Linked DNA regions of Mus musculus: all the other regions are linked to region 2. The links are chromatin contacts, called in public Hi-C maps. All regions are on one chromosome and are shown on one strand. The core of a region is the stretch at or near the end of the contact, and the rest is flanking DNA. Distances in the headings are between cores, read along the strand shown.

Region 1 (2,700 bases), core at 27-2,526, 510 kb before region 2:
TACCTACCCAGGACTGCTTCCACTGTTTTCCTTACAAATAAAATATTTAATTTAGATGTCAATTGTGGCAAATATGGATATTGAAAGTTTGGAAGGTTGTAACTTTCCTTAGCAGTGGGCTTGGATGTTAGTGATGATCAAGCTAGTCTGGTTGTTCACAGTTTTCTTTGACAGTGTTCCATTCAAGAATGGGCATGTGATACAACTATGGACAATGACATGTGATGAGAATACCAGGGAAAGGCTTCTAGGACAGGACAAAGGACTTTCGTGAGATATAACAGCCCTCCCTTTAGATCCGGTGATAGGAGAGCTGTCTAGACACAGTGATAATGAGAGCAGCAGGCACGCTGAAAGGGACGTGTGCAAAATGAAAATGGGAGCAAAATTGTTCATTGTTGATGTCTTTGAGAGACTGTGTGAATCAACTGCTAGACCTGTTTTACAGCAACAGATGTCTTTCTTGCTTAAGCCAAAATTTTCGGGACCTTGTCTCTTTAAATTTATTTTTAAAAATCGATGCATTTATGCCTGATGCTTGACGCCTCACCGTCACAGGTAAAGGATAGCTTTGCTAATGCCCGGGCATAGATGAGACATGACACATTTTCTCTTGGGATCCTGATGTTGTATAGTAACAGAAGCTCTCCATAGTATGCAGACATCCTTTTAGAGATCCGGCACTCCAGCCGGCTCATTTAGAGAATGGGTAGGGTGCCAGGCATTTAGGAAGCTCATCCAAGGAGCACATTTAAATCTGGCCAATATGCACGTAAGCCTGACTAGGTAGACTAACCTGTACACACCTTTTTTTTTTTTTCTTTAAACCCAAGCGTGCTTCTGGCAGACACCCATCCACAGCATGCTATGTGTTACCGTGTTATGAAACTGGCTTTGACATTTGGATGCCTACCACTTGGTGAGTGGTTAGTTATAAAATGCTATTGGGTCAACAGACTATGCTTCTGGAATACAGCCTGGACTTCTGGGATCTTTTTAGTGGCTGGCTTATTTGTATTTCCAAGGCCATTTTTTCAACAAGCCAACACAATCAAATTACATGCAGCTTTGAAGACATTCTACCTTACAGTTTGACATTTTAATTAGGACTTTAAAGAGATAATAATCACTGCCCACAACTTCCCTAATGTTACCTAGAAATGGGTCAGCTAATTAGGATCCCAGAAAAACCACCACATACATTTCTTTTTAATTGTTTTTCCAAACTTCATCACCACATCTCTTGGCTCCATCTCAGACCAAATCAAGCAAACAGCAGGGAAGGGTTCAATCTCTGCAGCCTTCAGAGTCGTCCAGTCCAAGGGCAAAAAGAAGGAGTCCAGTTTGTGTCTGGCATCTGAAAAATTTCATTTCAGCCAGTCTCAGAACTTTTTTTTCTTTCATTTCCAGATTGCTTTCAAAGGAAAGCTCTCCCAGTTCTTTGCATTAGAACAGACTCAAGGAAAGCCATTAAGAGCTTCTTCTTGTCCCTTAGATTCCTGTATCTATATTTCTGTCATTCTTCTATGGTAGTGTGGTGGATGGGATGTCCTATGAAGTAATTTCTTAAATGCTTTCTTTTAATTCCTGTGTTCAATTCTTACTACGTGGATTTTTACGAGGTGGATGGGAAAAAAAAGTGTCCATCTCAAATTGAGAAACCAAGGAGCCTGGGATGGGATAGCAATTCAAGAGATGAATTCTGTTCTCTCAGACAGATTATATGTAATAGAATGGGCCTGGTCTCACCAAGCCTCTCCCTGCCCTGCCCTATGCCTTGGGTCAAATACCAGAACAGAAATGTGGCAAATGCCAGGCATTGTTTATCTAACCCTCTGATATATTTTGACACATTCAGAAGGAGACATAGTTGCTACTTCCCAGGAGGGGTTTAAGACTGAAACAATATGCAACTTTGTCTTGCAGTAGCTTAAGCACTTCCTGATTCATGTTTAAACTGGTTGACATGGCCCGGACCTCCAAATAGATGATCAGCTGTGGCATATATGTTTCTTCCAGAGAGCCAAGAGCCAAGAGCCACACACCTGGCCTAGTTCCAACTGTTGGGCTGTTGGTAGTTAATTTGAAAGAGGTCCTCAACTTGTAACTCCAAACCCTTTCTTTCCACCATCCTGTTAGGTATATGCTCTTTTTTTGCTCTCAGAGGCAATTGCTCCAGAAAGCAAGTAAGATTTCCAAGGGCCCATTGCTTGCACAAGCCCTTGGAAGTCTTGGGGAAGAGCTCTTGTGACATGTTCACATGATCATATGCTTTTTAAAGAGTTCAAGATATAAGGCAATCTAACAATAAGCAATAATGACCTTTGTATTTTCATACACCTCCAGTTTCATATTCTTTCTCTTCTAGAAGCACTCCCAAGTTGCCCTGAGTGAGGTCCAGCCAACCACAATATATCTCTTCCTTTGTCTAAGTTCTTTATTTAGGGATGTTTTCAAGACTGGAAAAGTGTCTGGGTAGGGTCAAAGTAGCCATGTCCACAAAGAAGTGTCTGTAAAACAGGCAGAAGTTGTTTCGTGAGCTTTTATGCTTTTATATTCCTGTATCTTTGTTTCTCTGAAATAGCTCCAACTTTGAAATGTTTCTCTGGCCTTGAAAGTTGAACCAAATTGAGATGTGGAGTACTCGGGACATGAATGCATGCAGTACGCTGCCAGGGAATGCTTGCTCTGACAGTAGAC
Region 2 (2,700 bases), core at 150-2,649:
TCTCGTTCTCTCTCCCTGTCTCCTGTGAGTGAGTGAGTGAGTGTGTGTGTGTGTGTGTGTGTGTCTGTTTGCTTGGTACTGTATGTTCCTATTTTCTGTCTTTTCCCATCCAACAATATCCATTCTTTTTATTCATAGCATTAATAATCATTTGACTGTTATATAACTGCATGCTCATTTTATTGCTGTGCGACATTAAAATGCATAAGGGGGCTTTCACTATTTTACATTTTAGTCTCTTTGGAAGCACCCAAACATACTACATCGGGATGGTGTTCAGTCCGTAAAAGGCTTGCTATGAAAGCAGGGGGACCTGAATTCCATCCCTGGTACTCATAAAAATTTGAGGCCAGTGGCAAGCATCGGCAATGCCAATGCTAAGGTGGGCAGAGACAGGTGTCCCCTGGAGTCCACTGGACAGAATAGCTAGCTGAATTGGTGAGCTTCAGGATCATTCAGAGACCCTGTCTCAAAACCTGAGGTCAAGATTGATAGAGAAAACCGTCATCATCATTCTGATCTCTGTACACAAGCATCCAAATGCACACACACCTACATCCGCAGGAAGATATGCATACCTACTCACCAGCACAAACCCCTGCCCCACCTCACCCCAGCATCTTATATACAGCAGAGTTCTCTAAATAGTTGTTGAAGGACTAGAGAGATGACTTCTTCCTGGCACAGTCTTTTCCTAATTTGTTTTTCTCAAATGGCATGTGGAAGAGCGTATGGCACGGAACATTGACTTCCATACTGGAAAGGCAGACACTAAGAGAGGAAAAGGCAGTCGGACGTGGCAATTACTTCCGAGGGTAATGACATATTTTGAAATTTGGAAGCTGCTTCATTAAAATTCATTTTGCACTACATAAAATAAGGAGTTGGGAGGCTGACAGAAATGAAACTCAAATAGGCATTCATTTCCTTTATCTTTTTACAAGACAGATCAATTAGTAATTTTATGGCCGAAAAAACTCATTTTTAAACGTTATGTGGGGCTTAGTGTAATATCAAATTTGGCCTAGTGTCACCTTTATTGAGAAATTGAAATCACCTTTACATCTGTTCATCCCAGGCTTCTTCTTTATTTATTTATTTTTTAAATATGGAGTGGCATATTTTCACCATCTGAGGTTGACAAGGGAAGAGGAGAAAGGCCATAGAAATGATCTCTTTGCATCAAGTCTCTCAAAAATACGGGTTCATGGTCAGCGGGTCAGCGATCAGCAATGGACCAGAATGTTTAAGCCACGTTTACATTTGTAAACCAGGCCTCCAAATCCCTCCCAAACAGGTGTGAGGGAGCATCCAGATGGACTCCAGGAGAAGCCAGGAAGCACACACCTTCTGCTGAGCTCCTGGCTGCTTTGCAAGTTGGCAGGATTTAGTGGCATCCTTGCCTCTCTTGGGGGCCTGCCAAGGGCACAGGCAGGAGGTGCCGGATGCTGATGAAAGCCAGGCTTCCTACAAGGGGGCTGCTGGCCAGAGATTTGACTCTTTTGCCATCATGATGTTATAAAATTCACTTCTTGCTGAATTACTGCTGGTAAAGATCCTAGATTCCTTTTAGGTAAGAGAATCGAGGTGTTATACAATCTCACCGTCCTGACTCATATGCTGACATTCTGCCACCTGAATTTTCCCTGAAAGATTCCATCAGAATTGGAATTTGTTCTTCAGTCTTGTATAGAGTTGCTGTTCAACAGCTGCTTCAGCCCACTCTAAAGCAATACCAGAATGTGGGCTTTTTCATGAGCTCCCTGTTGGGAGTGAGGATGCAGGATGCTTGCCATCCTCTTCATGCATTTGGCTGGATGAGAACAACTCTCTGATGAAATTGCAAACAAGAAACCTTTGGCCTCTTCGATGGCAAACAGTCTTGGGATAGCAAGGCTGATGGATGTATATTGTCCCTTCCACAGAGAGGGAGAAACCAAGACAGGTTCCCTAGCAACAAAGCCTCATGGGAACTTCTTGGAGGAAGGAGAATTGCTCTCCTGGATGCCCTAACCGAGCCAATGTCACTGTTCAAGAAGTCCTGTTATGCTAATGTCAGAAGCCACATTCAAAGAACTGAGAAGACAATAGCTTTCTCTTCCCTTAGCTTTCCCACCATCTTAGACTCTATCCATCCTCATGTACTAGAAGAGCCCCAGTCATAGAGGAATAAGAAAATCTGAAGAATACAGAAAGTACCAATTTCTCCTAATCTTATTTCTCAGTGGCATTTTATTAGGTCCAGAGGAGGTGTTGCAGTTTAAGTGAATTAATAGAGAGAACTACTCTCAGCTTCCTTTATTATCCTAACGGCTTTAAGGTATTTCTTTGTGCAAATATACCAAAGTAACTTCCGTATATAGTGTATCAGAGACAAGACTCTCAGTGTGAATCAACAACTGTCTCAATTCCAGAAGTGTTTCTTAGAGCTGAGCCCCTCTGTACAAAAGATCTTTCCCAACAGAAAAGGAGATATTATCTATCATAGGAAGATATTTTCTTCCAGGAAACCAAGAAATGACTCAGTGAGCAAGAGAACATGCTCTTCAGGTTTGAAGACCTAAGTTAAGATCCCAGAACTGAATTAAAAAAAAAAACAAAACCAAAAGCAATGTGTGGTTGCATAGGCTTTGAACCCCAGTGTTCCTGGAGGTGGAAACAGGAGGCTGGATGAAGTTGCTGTCCATCAGACTAGCTCCA
Region 3 (2,700 bases), core at 162-2,661, 340 kb after region 2:
ATCTCAAGGGAATAAAGTGGAAAAATTGAGATGGACATGTAGTGTTCTCTCCTTGTGTCTGTGAGGACATGAGCGTGCATAGTTATACACATGAATGCATGTACAACACACACACACACACACACACACACACACACGCACACACACACTATATATATACATATATATATATATATATATATATATATATACATATATATATATATATATATATACATACACACACACACACATATATATATACATATATATATATATATATATGTAGTCTTAAATCTGAAAACAGAGAAAAACAACACAAGATCTCAATACTTGCAGATATCAACAAATTATAATAAAATACATAAATATACCCACAAATATACAAAGTCAAATTTCACTAGTTCTCTTTATCTATAGGTCTACTTTTCAGGACCCCCCTCTCCTGCCCCTGCAAGGGCATAGCTGAAACCTCAGGCACTAACAAGCCCTGTGTAAGCTACATGTTTTCCCTACATGCCTGGAAGCATTACCATAGAGCACTAGATTTAAACTTTTCGTGTTCCACTCCTTGACACCATCACTCCTCTTGGGCTTTAGGATCATGATTGAATAAACATGAACCAAATGCTTACATTGTGATATCACACCAGTTGATCTGACAGACTAAGACGAATACTCCAGGGTAGTATATCTACTACAGAAGTTGGGGACAGAAGGCAAAGGAACCATTTACATTCAGATGGAATGGACAGGGCAGGTGGCATGAAATGTCACACAACTCATAGCGTGGACAGTTCAAACCAAGGCATTGCTTACTTCTGAAAGATTAAATTTACTATTTTTAGACCATAGTTGACTGTAAGTAGCTGAAACCATAGAAAGAAATGTGTAGAACAGGGTATGCAACTGTATCAACAAAGTGTGATGGAGTCCATTGAGTTACAAGTATGCGTTTCTAAGGGTCTGAGATAGCAACTTAAGAGAAGGGATGTCTTCCGTGGTTCTGAATGAGAGCAAGGGAAGAAAGGGGTAAACCAAATACTTCATATTTATCAATACCAAAAGACTGAAGAAAAAGCAATAGAATTCATTTTAAAAATTAAATACATTTTATTAGTTATACTAGCGAAGACCAGTAGACACGAGTATGCAAGATTTTACTATGACAGAGGACACAGCAAAAGTCAATGGCTTATTGTCTTAGCGAAAATTTATATAACGTTGATGGCAGACCATCCCTACGGCTAGATATAAGGAATGTCTGTGGCTACTGAACAGTTGAAAGTGTTTAAAATGCTATAATGTTTGTAAACATGTTGGTGGTCACATAAGAGACAATATGGAATATGTCCACACCCTGGGAGCCTGGGGAAGCAGTAGAGAAAAGCTATAGTGGAGCATAACAGCAGGACAGAAGGATTCTACAGTGAGTCAGAATCATATCCTGAGAGACCAGCTAAACAAAGCACACACAGGTAGGACATCACAGTGGGGCCAGAAGGCTGCCATCTGTCCAGTGTCAAAATGAGAACAGACCTCTCTATTTTTTCCTGAGTTGGAAAAGTGTGTGTGTGTGTGTGTGTGTGTGTGTGTGTGTGTGTGTGTGTGTGTGTGAGAGAGAGAGAGAGAGAGAGAGAGAGAGAGAGAGCCTTGCATTTACATGAGTTTCCCAGTAAGTATGCTTGCATGCAAACATGTAAAATCCATAGGAGGACATCTGGTATCTTCCCTTATTGCCCTTTACATTATTCCCTTGAGAAAAAACTCTCTCATTAGACAAGAAACTTGCTGTTTTGTCTAAGATGGGTGACTAGCAACCATCTCCCCCCACCCCACCCCCAGAATCTGTTTATCTCTGCACTCCAAAGCTGGGATTATGGACATTTGTAGCCACCCAATGCTTAGGTGGGAATTTGAAATAATCTACTGAGCCATCTTCCTAATCCCAAGATTTTCTCCTTTGAGAAACTTGTAATATGACATTTTTGACCTAAATAATGAGTGTCCTCCACCAGTCCCATGGAGAGGAAGCTGCTGTGCATCCTGCCTGTTAATTCCTATACAGTTCTGACATCTGTCTTTTCGTGTGTGCATAAGAAAGTAAATAAATGAAGAAGAGAAACTATCCAGAAGGGCTTTGACCTTATTCCATTTTCCATAAATAAATATATATTTACACACTTCCAGCAGACACTGGTGGAAGAGAACCTGTGTTGAATAATGTCCTAGAAGCCTTTGGGAAAATGCATTTTTAATTTGTTTCTGCTTCTCTTCTTACCTAGATGAAATAAGTGGATAATGCCAGAGAGACAGGCAGCATCCCAACGGCCTCACAGAGAAGCAATTACATATTCTTTTGCTCTCCCCTTGAAATCAGCAAAGATAAGAATACTATGTTGGCAGCACCTGCTGTTGTTGGTTTCTGGTCTTTTCTGTCTTTCTTTCTCCCTAGAATGAAAGCCAAGGAAGTTTCTAAAAAAAATAAAATAAAAATCACCTAACTTGGCCAACTGATCAGTTTTATAGCAGACTCTTGCAACAACAGACTATCCAGTTTGAATCACATCTTCCCAGTTGGATTATAAATGCATGATTGACTGAAAGTGCATATGAAACATGGGAACATGCTTCCCAGTTCCTGCAGGAAATAAGAGTTATAAGCCTTAGATATAAACACAGAAACACTTAGGCAATCATTTCGCTGGGGAGAGTACAGCT
Region 4 (2,700 bases), core at 106-2,605, 470 kb after region 2:
GCGCAGTGAGTCACATGAGTATATTTCAGAGGAGCTAGATAAATAAACTCTGAAAATTCTTTTCTTTCTTTTTTTCTGCTATAATGTAATGTATCGATCCAGGGTCCACTATTTCATGGCACTCTCATGCTTCAGTAATACTGGGGATTTATTTTTATCCTTTACCTCAGAGAGTTGCATCCATTTTCCCTCAGCACAGAACCACTAGTTTTCTCTGTTCCCCCCACCCCCCTCTCTCCCTGACACCCTGGGAGCTGGACCGTGGGCTTAACAAGATGACTGTTACATGAAGACTCTATTTCCATTACTGTTCATCTTTTCAGTTGTCCAAGGTCAGTGAGGGCGATTTCTAGGGAAAACTGTTGCTCATGGCAAATCAAATAAATTAGGGTAAGTAGAAGGTAATTAACCAGTTGTTTACCTCTTCTTGGGAAGTAGTCAATGTTGAGATTTGGAAATAGCTAGGATTTTCTTAAGGATATCTTTTTTTTTTTTTTTTTGGTCATCATTTCTCATTCAGAATTTTATGAGGAAATCTTTCCCTATTGAGATATTTTAAATAATTACACCTTTCCTTTTGGAAAATGAGCCTACTGTGGTAAAGAGAAAGACTTCTAAACTAGATTAGTGTTTTAGTTTTGTCTTGTTTAGTATCCCTGACCTCATATTGATACCTACTCCTATTCATCCTATAGAATTAAATCCAACATTGATTCAGCTTCTACTACTATTGTTTTCAATAAATGCCTACTTGGTATGGTAATTGTCTGACATGTATAAAGCCTTGACTTTGATTCTCAGCACAGTATACATGGGGTGGGTACTGTGGACCATACCTGTAATCCTGACATTTGGGAGACAGAGGCAGGAGAATCACAAGAACACAGTCAACCTCAAGGACATTACTGAATTACCAGAGACCTTGTTTCAAAATCTATAAACAAACAAACACCCTGGCTCCACCTTAGGCCAGACCATTAGGTCCATATTAACAGTTGTAAGATCCAGGAAGGGGCAAAGGGAAACCATAGTTCTTCTGCTACCCTAACCCACATGGCCTAACCCTGCATCAGCCTGTGCCCTCCCCTCCTTTACAACCCAGGAAATGAATGGATATTGTGGAATGAAGAAGTTAAACACAAGCATTTCATAATTTCCTCATTGGTGTAGTGAGGAAGTTGGACCCATAAACTCCAAGGGCATCAACTGCTGTAGCATCGAAAGATCTACACTGTAGATCGAAAGATCTCTCACTTGCCATTTACCAGAGTTGTATCAGACACAGCTTTGACTAGCTGACAGGCACAAGCCGCATGAACTCTCACCAGCCTGCAAACTCTTTGAAGTGGAAATTATGCACACAAAGCCAGCCCATGGTAGCAAGTCACAGATGTCGCTTTTGGCCTCACCTGCTCATCTCTCTCCCTACTGGGAGAAGTGCCATAAGTACTCAACTTCATGTAAAGTGTGTGCAGGCATTCAGACCTTTCAGGCTGCCACTGATCTCCATGAAGGTCTGAAGCATCCCCTGCTTGCTTTTAATGAACGATCTCTTGACAGCTATAACAGGGAAGATGGGGAAAGACAAGTCTTGGCTTCAGGGACAGTAAAATAACAGGATGAGAGAGGAAAGAATAAGTGGGGAAATGAGCAGATTGGATTTTATATGATGTCCCAACAATGATGCCTTTTCTTTCTAATGAATATGGAAATGACCACATCTGTGGGAATAAAGAAAAAATAACATGGGACTATAGTTACCCCTACAGCCAACCTTCTAGTTCTAGCGACAGAGAAAACAAAACAAAACAGACCAAACAAACAAACAAACAAACAAATAAAAATCTCACCACCACCATCAACAACAAAGAAAACCATCTTATCTTTGTGTAACCAAGGTGATGACAAAATGTATATTTCCCCACGAAACAACAAATAGACAAGTGATAGATTTAGCATCTGACTTAGTAGAAACATTACTGTACTGAGCTGTGCAGGAAGCTGTTCTTTTGGAATATGTATTCTTGAGCTCCTTGTGCACAGAGCTTAAACAATCTCTTAGCTTAGTTTTGTGTCTCCTAATTAAAGTAAACTGAACTTGACTCCCTAAGACTCTCGTATGTCTCAGCTCTGAAGCTGTTAGGAACAACCAAGTGATGTAAGCACACATTGCACAAGGCTTAGAGCATCCAAGAGCTCTTCACTTGCTGAAAATATAAGATGCTTTCATCAGCACTAGTATGGTCGTGCTTACTTTCCTTTGTTTATGTGGCCATTAAACAGGAACTCGGTAAATTCACAGAAAAATAATTCCAGAGGTGTCTAAAGTGCAATGCTCTTACCACATTTTTTTTCCAGCCTGAACCCTGCTCACATCCAACTGGACTCAGAAGATAAGAAGCAAGAATAGGAGGAAACACATATTGTAGTAACAAATAGGTTAAGGGCATTCAGGTTGGTAAGATATAGATCCTGTATTTGGAAGAGGAAATAGGCTTAAATAGCACATCCATCCCCTATGCTGATTTACAGGATATTTAAACTTGGCTTTGGCTAAAGAGGCTTTCTTATGTTTATAGCCTCAATCCACATGGTGTGTCCTGATCCTTTCCCAAGATCTCCCAATAGTCATGGGCTATTTCCTGGCAGTTCATTTGGACAGCTGTTTATTTCCCTGGGGATTTTTGAAGTAGGAAATGG
Region 5 (2,700 bases), core at 80-2,579, 310 kb after region 2:
GTTAGTAGTGATATTAGATCCTGCAAGACTGAGATCTAAGTACTAAAGTATAGAGGAAGGTAAGGACATACTATGGCTCAAAAGAGATAGACACCTGGTATTTAGTATTGACTCAAGTTCCTACATATATGACTTCAATAAAATTGCTTTTATGTAATGTAGGTATATATTGTTCTTAGGATCCTGGTATTCCTACGGGTAACATAGATAGCTTTTTAAGTAATCTTTATTTTAAGTCCAAAATCACTTCATTTTACTATGACATAGCTCAAACATGGGCATTTACCAGGGCACACAAATGCAGATGATCATATAGACACAAAGGAATAAGTGCATCTTCATATGACTTGAGCCAAAGCTTCATGCCCAATATTTAGTCCTTTGTTAGATTCACCAACCTAGATTACTTCTCACAACAGAAATTGCCACATACATCTCTAACCTACAACTTCTGCTAACATTCCATTACTTTTTGTTTTCCTTTAGTAGAATCCTATGAATGGCTGTCCAAGTTGATTATATCCTTTGTATTTTAATATGACTGTAAGAGATACATAATATCTTAAGCTATAATTGCATGTTTAAATCACACACACACACACATTTTTTTTCCTGTGCCACTGTGTTCCTTGAAAATCTTAATACCAGGTTACTCATCTTTGTAGCTCCCAAGTCAGAATAATATACAACAGCTATTAAAAGCTTAGCAAGTGCTAATATAAACTTTAAAAAATTAATAAAACTGATGAAAAGCTAAAAGCATATCAGAATTATTATTCTGCTGTATAAAAAAGTGCAATGTAGCCCTGTGAAACTGTTCATCATAATTGAATTATGCTGGGATCCTACTGTACTCACTCTCTTAAAAGCAGACCATGCTCACTGTTGCTAGCATTTGTAAATTACACAAATAAATGCTATTCAGATAATAAAAAAAATTATATGTAACCGTAGTATATTTTGAATACCATCTGAAGGCTGTGAGTCTCACTGTGGCATTCAACCAGCAGCATCTAACTCCACTCTCAAAGCTTCCTTTGTTCCTTTTTAGAAACAAACAAACCAAAAAAAGGAATCTAGTTATTATTTTATTTTTCCTTCATGGCAATTGAGTGTCCATCCACTGGGGAGAAGGGACAAGATTGAAGAGGAAGAACTGTTACATATTTCATCATGAAGATTTATCTAGAGGTGACAGAAGAGACATTTGTTAATTTCCCTCCTGAGTGGGTTTTGGAGAGTTTCCAGTGTTCAAACACAAAGAGGCTCATTAGCTAATTCTGAAGCAAACAGCTGCTCCAATGCCATAGTCTTGGGCTCAGCCCCTTTGTACTAGAGAAGTCAAAGTCCTTCCATTGCCCACATGAACAGTAACTGGGCTGTGTGTCCTCTGTATACCTTATGGTTCATCACTTTCATTAATAGATAGCCATTTATTTCCTACTCCTTATTCTGGAAACAGGAGACAGTAGCTTGGATACTCATAGGGTGTAATGTCAGTGATGCTTCTAAGCAATGCCATATGGTATCAGGAGAGCATATGCAAGGACTGCAGGACCCAAGAATTGCAAATAAAGTCAAGGCAGGTTTGCACTACACCTTGTGACTCTGCTCTTTGTCTCAGCACTGAGTGAGGTGTTCTTGGAAAAAAAGGGCCACTGTGTAACCATTTCAGATGAAAAATAGCAAGATAAATGAGTTAGTTCATCCTGGCTATCTACAGGCACAGTTCAGTCTTTAAAGCAGTGTTTTCAGAAGATAATTAACATTTGAATCAAAGTGACCACATCAAGTGCAGTGGCCTAAAATCCACCCAACATGAACATGTACAGGTATGCTGTTCCTAGGACTTAGCAATGGCATTTATAGGAAATGATAATTTTTCATGGCCACAAAAAAAAGCTGATTGTGTAGCTTCCAATGGCCTACAAATCAAATGATGCTTTAAAATTATGAGAGCTTCTTGAAACTTCTAAACATGAGACACAAAGTAAGATGATCTCTCTCTTTCTGTTATGTTTCAAATGATGCATGTACTGTTTAGCTGATTGGATAAGTAGAATTGTCAGTGCTATTTTATCTCATTAGAAATTATTCTGAACATGAACCTTGGGTAGACATGAAAAGGAGAAAAAGTCAAAAGATGGCAAATTTGGGCTATTTGCCCAAACTGAGGCTGAAGTGGTGAAGAAATCAGAGTGCACGGTAGACAGTGTCAGCACATCTTTACTATCTGGACAGTTCAACCATTCCTAGTTTTTTTTTGTTTTTTTTTTCTGTCAATTGAAGCATCTCAAAACAAAAGCCAAGCTCAATATTGATGGCATATATCGGTAATCACAGCATTTAAGAAGCAGAGGGTAGGAGGATAGAAAAAAAAATCAAGGCTATGCAGGTCTACATAGCTAATTCCAAGTATGTGCTTGCTACATAATGGGAATACGTTTCACAAGAAAATGAACAGAGCAAAACCAATGATATGGAAGAAAAGAATCCAGATGCAGAATCTAAAGGATGGGCTCTTAATCCTTTTAAATAGAGCCCAATCCTCCTTTCCTTATGCTCTTTCTGCATTGTGCTATCACCAGACATTCCAGGCTCATCCCTTCTCTGCCATATCTTGTCTGTATTCGAATCTGCCACAATTTTCTTTGCATTGTAAGGCACAGCCTAGATAGCAGTACCCTTGGGTTTAAGTTG

Evidence for each region. Hi-C and Micro-C count contacts between places; a contact is called where the count stands out from the background.
Region 1: a Hi-C map of cerebellum shows a contact between it and region 2, with 1.8 times the contacts expected there. The contact joins two enhancer-like sites. A contact is called at or near these places in 2 of 484 Hi-C or Micro-C datasets (cerebellar granule neurons and cerebellum).
Region 3: a Hi-C map of cerebellar granule neurons shows a contact between it and region 2, with 3 times the contacts expected there. The contact joins two enhancer-like sites. A contact is called at or near these places in 4 of 484 Hi-C or Micro-C datasets (brain, cerebellar granule neurons and cerebellum).
Region 4: a Hi-C map of cerebellar granule neurons shows a contact between it and region 2, with 2.3 times the contacts expected there. The contact joins two enhancer-like sites. A contact is called at or near these places in 2 of 484 Hi-C or Micro-C datasets (cerebellar granule neurons and cerebellum).
Region 5: a Hi-C map of cerebellum shows a contact between it and region 2, with 1.6 times the contacts expected there. The contact joins two enhancer-like sites. A contact is called at or near these places in 2 of 484 Hi-C or Micro-C datasets (cerebellar granule neurons and cerebellum).

Annotation. Positions count from the first base shown.
Region 1 is chr12:90,930,542-90,933,241 of GRCm38.p6, reverse strand. No RefSeq gene overlaps it. Among named protein-coding and RNA genes, the nearest start is that of 5430427M07Rik, 110 kb to the left of the region's middle. Within about 2 kb of position 1,276, at least 13 of the 459 cell types and tissues checked have an H3K27ac peak or open chromatin away from gene starts, as enhancers often do. A contact at or near this core is called in cerebellar granule neurons and cerebellum, where this site is marked.
Region 2 is chr12:90,424,525-90,427,224 of GRCm38.p6, reverse strand. No RefSeq gene overlaps it. Among named protein-coding and RNA genes, the nearest start is that of Gm40538, 17 kb to the right of the region's middle. Within about 2 kb of position 1,399, at least 13 of the 459 cell types and tissues checked have an H3K27ac peak or open chromatin away from gene starts, as enhancers often do. A contact at or near this core is called in cerebellar granule neurons and cerebellum, where this site is marked.
Region 3 is chr12:90,084,827-90,087,526 of GRCm38.p6, reverse strand. All of the region lies in intron 15 of Nrxn3 (neurexin III), which reads right to left. Among named protein-coding and RNA genes, the nearest start is that of Gm40538, 320 kb to the left of the region's middle. Within about 2 kb of position 1,411, at least 4 of the 459 cell types and tissues checked have an H3K27ac peak or open chromatin away from gene starts, as enhancers often do. A contact at or near this core is called in cerebellar granule neurons and cerebellum, where this site is marked.
Region 4 is chr12:89,953,341-89,956,040 of GRCm38.p6, reverse strand. The region is part of intron 14 of Nrxn3 (neurexin III); the gene reads right to left. Among named protein-coding and RNA genes, the nearest start is that of Gm40538, 450 kb to the left of the region's middle. Within about 2 kb of position 1,355, at least 11 of the 459 cell types and tissues checked have an H3K27ac peak or open chromatin away from gene starts, as enhancers often do. A contact at or near this core is called in cerebellar granule neurons and cerebellum, where this site is marked.
Region 5 is chr12:90,112,275-90,114,974 of GRCm38.p6, reverse strand. The region is part of intron 15 of Nrxn3 (neurexin III); the gene reads right to left. Among named protein-coding and RNA genes, the nearest start is that of Gm40538, 300 kb to the left of the region's middle. Within about 2 kb of position 1,329, at least 26 of the 459 cell types and tissues checked have an H3K27ac peak or open chromatin away from gene starts, as enhancers often do. A contact at or near this core is called in cerebellar granule neurons and cerebellum, where this site is marked.